Regions from separate parts of the Hordeum vulgare genome. Here regions 2 and 3 are each linked to region 1. The links are chromatin contacts, called in public Hi-C maps. All regions are on one chromosome and are shown on one strand. The core of a region is the stretch at or near the end of the contact, and the rest is flanking DNA. Distances in the headings are between cores, read along the strand shown. Region 1 holds the start of LOC123448787 (tubulin alpha-2 chain). Region 2 holds the start of LOC123448794. Region 3 holds the start of LOC123417752 (ALA-interacting subunit 3-like).

Region 1 (2,906 bases), core at 295-2,794:
TGTGAACCCAAGCTTGGACTTCTTTCCATAGTCAACAGAGAGACGCTCTAGGAGAAGAGAACCAAGGCCAGAGCCAGTTCCACCTCCAACAGCATTGAAGACAAGGAAGCCCTGGAGACCAGTGCAGTTGTCGGACAGCTTCCTGATACGGTCAAGGCACAGATCAACAATCTCCTTGCCAACTGCAATAGCAGCACCAAACGTTAGCCAGATGATAAGCACAGCAAGAGTGATTACCAACATCATTACAAACAAAGAGCACAGCACTTACTGGTGTAATGACCACGGGCGAAGTTGTTGGCTGCATCCTCCTTGCCACTGATAAGCTGCTCAGGGTGGAAGAGCTGGCGGTAAGCACCAGTCCTCACCTCATCAATCACAGTAGGCTCAAGATCAACAAAGACTGCACGGGGGACGTGCTTCCCAGCACCAGTCTCGCTGAAGAAGGTGTTGAAAGCATCATCACCTCCCCCAACGGTCTTGTCACCGGGCATCTGACCATCAGGCTGCACAAGGGGTATTAAACATTGTTAAAGGTGCAAAGCTTAACATACTACTAAATTCTGTAGCAACAGGACAAGAAAAAGATCTTGAAGGCATTTACGAAATTGATTGCATTACTCTACGAACAGCAACAGAGGTATGGTAATTAATTTGAGATCCATTGCTCTACGAACAGGCAATATACATTTCAAACCATCAGCAAGGATTGAATGACATGCATGAACGCATAGCACCGGATCTAGCAGAATTAGAACAGAACTACACAGTAGATCACAGAAACAGATCAAACAAACAAGCGTGTGCCAGATCGGTGGTGTTCTAACAAGTAGCAGACGATACATGTGAAGTCTTATTACAATATACACACTGCGATCCACTATCTAGGAAGGGGCTTTTCAAAACGATGGATCCATTTAGAGAAGACTGGTCAGATCTAAAACATGGAGAACCTAAGCAACCACTCCAAAACAGGGCGAGACTTGCATCGGATCTGAGATCCAGTAAATCTACACCTAAAAATTCAAATTCGAAATGTCTGTAATCTTCAAAACACCAGATCGACCAACTAAAGCGACCATACATTTCGCCAGATCCGGATTTTTCCCTTCTACGAACCGCAGATCTGGCCGGCCGCGGTCAGATCTGCGCCCAGATCCGACTGACTGAGCACACCGCCGACCGCCACAAACCCCAGATCCGATGCTAAACATGACGGGTGAACGGGGGAGGGGGGGGGGGGCGAGCGGATCCGTACCTGAATGCCATGCTCGAGGCAGTAGAGCTCCCAGCACGCGTTTCCGACCTGGATGCCGGCCTGGCCGATGTGGATCGAGATGCACTCCCTCATTGTGGCGGGTGGTTGGGCTGCGCCGCTGGCGAGATGGGTTGGAGGAAGGGGGCGAGAGCTCGTGTGCGCGGAGAGAGGCGAGTACGAAGACGCCTTTCCCCACTCTGCTTAGGGTTTCGGCACCCCGCTCTCGGCTCGCTTATATAGAGCGGCACGGGGTGGACTGCGGGAGGAGCGGGCGAGCGGCGGGCGGTTTCGCATCCGCGCCCTCGCGTATGGTTGGTATGTGTAGCGTTTTCGCATCCGCGCCCTCACGCATGATTGGGAGTAGCGATTAGCACGGTGAGAGAGTACAAAGAGACGTTGGCGTGCTCTATTTTTCCGGGGAAATCTTCGAGTTTGATTTAAAGGAATTTCACATGATTTTTTAAGAATTGAAATCCTTCAAAAAAAATCTATATTTATTCTTTGATTCATTGAACTCCGTCTATGTTGCCTCGACATAGCCGGTCTCAAGTCCGGATAAAAGAAGAGGGTTGTAATGGGTTTGACAAGCCAACGTCAAAACTCAGCCATTCTTATGAAGATGAAATCCAAAAGATTCTTTAATTCATTGCATTGAATCTCATAGGAATTTTTTCTGTAAAATCATTTATACTACGTCTCTATCTTTAGGACGCGAATTTGGTGAACATGGATGCACGCGCACCGTTTATGAAAAATAAATCCAATAAAATGCTATAGAAATCCAAAAAACTGAATTTTGTTTTTGTAATATACATAGTCAACCAATATACTCGCGTATAAAGTTCTATGAAGAAATCACGTCTGTGGTAATCTGGGCAAAAATGAAAAAATCGAAGCTATATTAAAAAACATTGTTTGATGAATAGTGTTGAATCGTGAGAGGCGAGTACGTGGAGACCGTGTGTATGTGTGTGATGGTTGAGCACGGAACGGGAGAGCCTCCTTCTAGGTCAGTCCCTTTATATGGGTTTGGACCCTAAGAGATAAATGAATGGGTTGGGCCCATACCGGTTCAACACTTACCCTCAAGATGGATGGTTGATATCTATCATTCCCATCTTGTCACATGCCAAGTTACAGTATTTTGTTTCCAACCCCTTTGTAAAACAATCTCCAAACTGTTGCCTATAGCTGACATGAGTAAGGCCAATGATCCCGGCATCAAGTTCTCCTTAATCAAAAGCGATCAATTTCCACATGCTTTGTTCTATCATGTTGAGTTGTGTTATTAGCGATGGCTATAGCTGAGTGATCTCACACCACACCTTCAACGTCCCTTCCTCCGAAGTTTCAAGTCGCTCAGTAGGTACTTCACCCAGAGCATCTCATGCAACCCTTGAGATAACGCTCCATACTCACCTTCTGTTATTGATCTAGACACAACCAGATGTTTCTTACTTCTCCATGACACCAAATTTCCTGCCACAAACACGCAGTAGCCAGAAGGTTATCTTCTATCATCTTAACAACTGGCCCAGTCATAGTCACTATAGCCATCCACCTCAAGATGTCCACTCTTCCCAACCCACAACCCTTTACCCGAAGTCCCCTTCAAGTATATCGGGATTGTGTGCACAGTATCAAGATG
Region 2 (2,901 bases), core at 14-2,513, 140 kb after region 1:
ACAAATAGGGGGCGGGGCTTTGCGGGAGTCTGGATATCAGCCACGAATGACTTTGACATCCCAGGCCCACTCAAATCCCCCTCCTGGTCCCTTTTTCTTCCACTCCACCTTTGCTCGCCTCTTCTTTTCATCCGGCACTCCTCATGCAACGCGTCGATGTACCTCTTCGGACGCCACCCATGCATCCTCCAACGTCTGCAGACCTCACCCACGCGACTGCCCACCTTGGACTACATTGTTGGCCACCCATGACTCCCCTTTTCTTTTCATCCGTCGCTCCTCATGCAACGCGTTGATGTACCTCTTCGACCGCCACCCATGCATCCTCCGACGTCGGCAAAACTCACCCACACAGTTGCCCACCTTGGATTACGTTGTTGGCCACCCACGACTCCCTCCCAACCACCACGACCGACACATGTTCGATCAAATGCCATTGAGCTTTTTGTTTGAATTTCTTGTTGTTTTTAAAGTACACGATGGTGGGGTACTCCCTGATCGAGAATGAGTTGTTGTGTGATGCATGGTTAGCCGTATATGCGAACTTTGTAGGTAACAAGGGCATGACCTTCTATCAAAGCTTGCATACTTTATTTCATGAGCGGAAGAACTTCACGTCCTACGACATGCATGCCATGCATGAACGCAATGTGAAGCCGCTAGCGCATCAGTGGTACACCATTTGCAGCTCCATCATGAAGTTTTGCGGTGCAATTCACCAAGTGAAGACAATGTGGCCATTGGGATCTTCAACCATTGAGTTTTCGAGTTTTGCTCTTTTTTACTCTACATGTTGATTAATTTCTCATTCATTCAATGTTGCTCTACATGTTGTATAGCCTACACGTGGTGCCATGATGTACTACAGGGTCAAGGACATGCCATTAACACACATACATTCTTGTATGACCCTCAGGGGGCATCATGTGTGGGACGGCATATGCCAGTTCTAACTTCAGTACCATTGAATTTGAAATCGATAATCCGGAAAAACTCGTTGAATATCCGGTATTGGTATCTCGTATCCGAACTATTGATGTAGTAGTAGGGATATCGGCACGCTAGTTAAAAATGAGCTGTGTTATTTTCTGTAATTATATTTCGAGTGTTGCGGGCTTTGTTCAGTTCAACGGACGAAATGACGTCCATTTTTTTGCAAATCATGTCTGAACTTTGCTAACAAACCATCCGGTTCACATGAAAATTGGAAGGTTCGTTGAAATCTGATTTGAATGCATGTGGGCAGGGTTCGACACAGGATATCCACACGATACGCCATCCACATTCCACTCCCGGACAAGCAGGCTGGCATGCGTCATCGACCCCAGCCCCGCCGTGCCGCCACCGCCACCACACACGCTAGCGGCTAGCCTCCGCATTCCGCCGCCGCTCGAGTCTATCCGCTTCGCCGTAGTCCATGGAGATCTCCCTGGACGCGCTGCTGGGCGTGCAGCGGCACGGGCAGGACCTGGCCTACCGGCTCGCGCAGGGCGTCTCGGGCCTCCTCCTCCACGTGCAGCCGCCGCAGCTCCCGTGGCCCGCCCCGCCGCTGCCGCTCAAGCTCATCCCCTTCGACATCGAGCTCCCCGCCGTGCCCTTCGTCGGCGGCGGGGGCGTCGACCTCCCCGCCGTGGCCGTCGCCTCCTTCGTCGAGATCGGCGGACGGCTCGGCCAGGCGGGCTCCGAACTCGGCGCCTCCGTCGGCGGCGCCGTGCAGCAGCTGTCGAGGCAGATTCCCGTGCCGTTCCGCGCGGAGGGCGCCCGGCGCCGGAAGTGGGAGGGCCCCGCTGCGCCGCCAACGCCAGCGGCGGTGGACGTGGGGGAGGCGGGGCTCGTTGCGGAGAGGGCTGCCGAGGGCGGCGGGGTAGCCTTGGAGGGTGTCGGGGAAAGGGATTCCCTCGAGGAGGTGGCTGCGGCGGTCGCGGCCGCCACTGGTAGTGCCGCCGCCGCCAGTGCGGTCGGTGTTGGGGCGGCCGAGGGTGCGGATGGGTCCGATGAAGAAGAAGAGGGGTTCGAGTTCGAGATTGGGACTCTGGGAAGATTTATGAAGCCTCAGGTACCAATGTTGGATTCCCATCTCAATCCATATGTGTTCTGCTCTCCCTTACACATGTCTGATACACAATGCTTCAAAGTGAGATGATGTAGTATCTTATACGTGTGGAAGCTTAGCTAATGCATGGATGATTTAGTTGTAGAATGGTGGGTATGTGCTTGTTGTTGTAACTGGTTGCGTTCATTGTTGGAAATAATCTGATTGACTGTTTGGGTTAAAAGCTAACACTCCTCTTAAATTTCAACATGATATACTGTTTGTGGCTATATGTTTGTCATTTAGTAGTACATGTACTTCAGATATCCTTTTCGTATACCAAAGGTTATACCCTTCTTTTTTTCTGCAGATTTATGATGGGTTTTTGTACAGGTTTAGAGTGTAATTGTACTGGGTCTGCGGTGCTGAAACACATTCAATATGCTCAAGTACACATCATAACACCTGTAATGATGATGATGCAGGGGACTGTAAATGTCTCGGCAATGTACAATACAAGGCACCACACTGTTGATAGTTCAGTTGTTGCACGTGGAGATTTTTGGAGGTTAGAATCATCACGAGGTGGTTCAACTAATGGAAATGACAATGCACCTGGTTTCCTTATTCAGTTGGGTCCCTTACTTTTTGTGCGAGACTCTACAACACTTCTTTTGCCTATTAATCTGTCAAAGCAACACCTCATTTGGTATGCTTATGATCACAAGGTACTTCTCTTATTCTTGATATATGAATCTGCGCATGTTCATTAGTTTTTATTTATTTTATCCTTCAGATAACTTTCTAGAACAGTGTTTTTTTTTGCCTTTTCTTATGAATGGTAATCTCTAAAGCTTTATATACATTGC
Region 3 (2,831 bases), core at 167-2,666, 180 kb after region 1:
ACCGCACTGATCCGCACTTGGTCATCACTCACTCATGTGGACGCCAGGGAGCTTATAGCTACTGGGTGTGTCAGATGGGAGATGGTAGCACAGGGTACCTTCAACCGGTTTGGATGACATCATCTTAATAGGATAGGTGTTTAGTCATTTATATTTCTACCATCTCCGCCTTGGGCATGAGTGATGCCTTGCATCGTTGATTCTTTCTTTGCTTCAGACTTATTGTACTCGATGAAGACTTATTTTGATTTATAATATATGGCCGTATGCATCTCTTGATGCAGAGGCCGGGGCTCAGCCTCTTTTTCTAAAAAAAACGACACGGAGTAAGGCCGCCTGAACTCACACACGTCGGGGGTGAGATGGACGGAGGCTGCCGGAGCTCGTGCCGCACTCGGGACAGAGCTCATGCGCCCGGGCGAAGCCGGGCTGCGCCGGAGCTCGCGGGCGGCATGGCCGGTGTGCTCTTGCAGTGCCACGCCGGAGCGGAGCGCCCGCGGCACGCCGCACCGCGCTGTGGCTGGTGTGCCCAAGGGCCAAGGCAGAGCTCCCGTGCCAGAGCTCACGCGCGCCGGGGCTGCTGCGCTCTCGTAGTCCGGTGTGCGTGCGTGTGTCTCTGCGCGTTGTTCGTTCTCGCGGCAGGTGGGGTTTTTGGCAACCAGATTGAACCAAAACCAGGTGAGTCACGTGGACGTATGCTCGTCTGAGTTTTTTGGCTTTCATCTTCTCCTTCAGGTCAGACGCTGCGCTGCGTTTCCATTTTTCGCGCTCCTTATTCTGTGTGTGATGTGTTGATTCTTATAGTTTGACGTGATCCTCCTCATCCAACCGAGCTCGCGTGCTCACCCAGCCGTGCGTGCTGGCCGCCGCGCATGAGCTGGCCGTCGTGCTCCCGCTGTGCTCACCCAGCCATGCGTGCTGGCCGCGCATGAGCCATGCGGGCTGCGCATGCGTGCTAGCTAGCTACTCGCTGCCAGCCGCCGCGGCCGCTGGCTTGCTAGCTTGCCAGCCGCTGGCCTCCTGCGTGCTCTGTGAGGTCGCATACACCATGTTCGACGAAATGACTAAATAAACGAAAGGTCAATTTAAAGGCCTTCTGCAGCAAATATGACGAGTTAAAACGGACACATCCGGCCACTGTTTGGGTGTGTCCGCAGGCGCTTGAGGGTCCAAATTAACAATGACTGACTGGAGATGCTCACTAAATATACGCGGAAATATTTCTGTGTGGCAACAAAACTTGTGGGCGGCGATTTTCCATGTCAAAAGTGATGCAATGCAATCATGCAAATGATGTTCCAAGACAGGCGCCTGTGCGCGTGCTGTAATCTGATTTCTTTCCGTAACGAGACAAGGTAATTTCGTCCGGCTGTGTTCAGGAGGACATGTATGTACGACTTGTGAGTGAACCCTGTCGTATATATGCACCTGCCTGCACTGTCTGTTTGCGGCGAACGGCTCTCCCGAATCACCGGACTCCAACGGCAGTGGGGTAACCAACACCAACCATCCACCCCTCGCAACCAGCCAAACCACGCGGGGACGACGACCGATCCACCGGAATCCCCTCCTCCTCCTCCTCCGGCCGGCGCCCGGGCAGCGATCACGATCACGGTCACGATCGCGCTCGCTTGACCTGCGGTCGATCAGGTAATTGGTTTGGTATGATCTCCGTTGTCTCTGATCAGGGCTGGTATAAACGTGTGATTCCATTGGATACTACGCGGCCGATCCATCGATCCAGTTAATTAATTTGCTACTGTACGCAGATGAGTGTGTCAGGGTCGGAGAGCGAGGTCTCGCGGCGGTCGGCCAACAAGCCCAAATGTATGATTCTGCCGTCATTATTTGATTCCCCATTCCCCTGTTTCATTTTGGTACATTTGTTAGGCCTTTTAGCATCTCGATCAAACATCGGATTGTCCCTGCAGCTGCAGTTTTCTTAAATGCAGGCGCGTGTTCTTGTGACTAAAATGCATTCCCCCCCTTCTGCCAGATTCTAAATTCACGCAGCAGGAGCTCCCAGCATGCAAGCCACTGCTAACTCCTGGAATCGTAGGTTCACTCACTCCACCGTCTATATTGCCCTTGATCCCAGATCTGACATCAAGGACTGCATCTTTTTCAACCTGAATCTGTAACAGAAAACCATCAATTGATAGGTCATCGGTGCCTTCTCGCTCATCGGCATCATCTTCGTCCCGATAGGGCTCGCTTCGCTTTCGGCGTCGCAGGAGGTAAAAAAGTTCAGACAAGTGCAGTTGGAGTACTGCTTTCTGAAATGCATTTCATGTGCAAAAGATAGTATATGGATGCACAGTTTCTTGTTTCCTAATAATCTGACAATATTGCAAAATGCAGATTGTTGAACTGGTAGATCGATATGACGAAGAGTGTGTTACCGCCAGCGACAAGATAGGGTTCATCCAGGACTCCAAGGTCGACAAGGCGTGCACCAGAAAGATCACGGTGAGATTCAGAGACACATCTTCCCATTCAGAAATGTGTCTGTACTCTGTAGTACATTGCTGGTTACACTAGACAAAAACTTCAGAACAGAGATGACAACATGTCATCTTTGTTTCAGGTGCCCAAGCCTATGAAGGGCCCCATACACGTCTACTACCAGCTGGAGAACTTCTACCAGAACCACCGGCGGTACGTCAAGAGCCGGAGCGACCAGCAGCTGCGCGACAAGGACTACAAGGACCCCAAGGCGGTGATCAAGGCCTGCGACCCGGAGGCCACCACCGGCGACGGCTCCCTCATCGTGCCGTGCGGGCTCATCGCATGGAGCCTCTTCAACGACACCTACGCCTTCTCCGTGAACA

Evidence for each region. Hi-C and Micro-C count contacts between places; a contact is called where the count stands out from the background.
Region 2: a contact with region 1 is called in a Hi-C map of leaf, with 2.0 times the contacts expected there. The contact joins the promoter of LOC123448794 here to the promoter of LOC123448787 in region 1. A contact is called at or near these places in 3 of 6 Hi-C or Micro-C datasets (leaf and seedling) and 1 of 1 datasets of contacts at active chromatin or transcription factors (embryo).
Region 3: a contact with region 1 is called in a Hi-C map of seedling, with 2.0 times the contacts expected there. The contact joins the promoter of LOC123417752 here to the promoter of LOC123448787 in region 1. A contact is called at or near these places in 2 of 6 Hi-C or Micro-C datasets (leaf and seedling) and 1 of 1 datasets of contacts at active chromatin or transcription factors (embryo).

The regions. Positions count from the first base shown.
Region 1 is chr1H:489,761,087-489,763,992 of MorexV3_pseudomolecules_assembly, forward strand. LOC123448787 (tubulin alpha-2 chain) reads right to left here and starts at 1,545. Exons shown (of 4, transcript XM_045125799.1): 1 at 1,259-1,545; 2 at 272-506; 3 at 1-182. The coding sequence starts at 1,351.
Region 2 is chr1H:489,896,502-489,899,402 of MorexV3_pseudomolecules_assembly, forward strand. It overlaps LOC123448794, which reads left to right and starts at 1,264. Exons shown (of 7, transcript XM_045125811.1): 1 at 1,264-2,056; 2 at 2,518-2,760. The coding sequence starts at 1,418.
Region 3 is chr1H:489,939,183-489,942,013 of MorexV3_pseudomolecules_assembly, forward strand. LOC123417752 (ALA-interacting subunit 3-like) reads left to right here and starts at 1,417. Exons shown (of 8, transcript XM_045106922.1): 1 at 1,417-1,650; 2 at 1,770-1,827; 3 at 1,997-2,055; 4 at 2,163-2,237; 5 at 2,362-2,469; 6 at 2,588-2,831. The coding sequence starts at 1,770.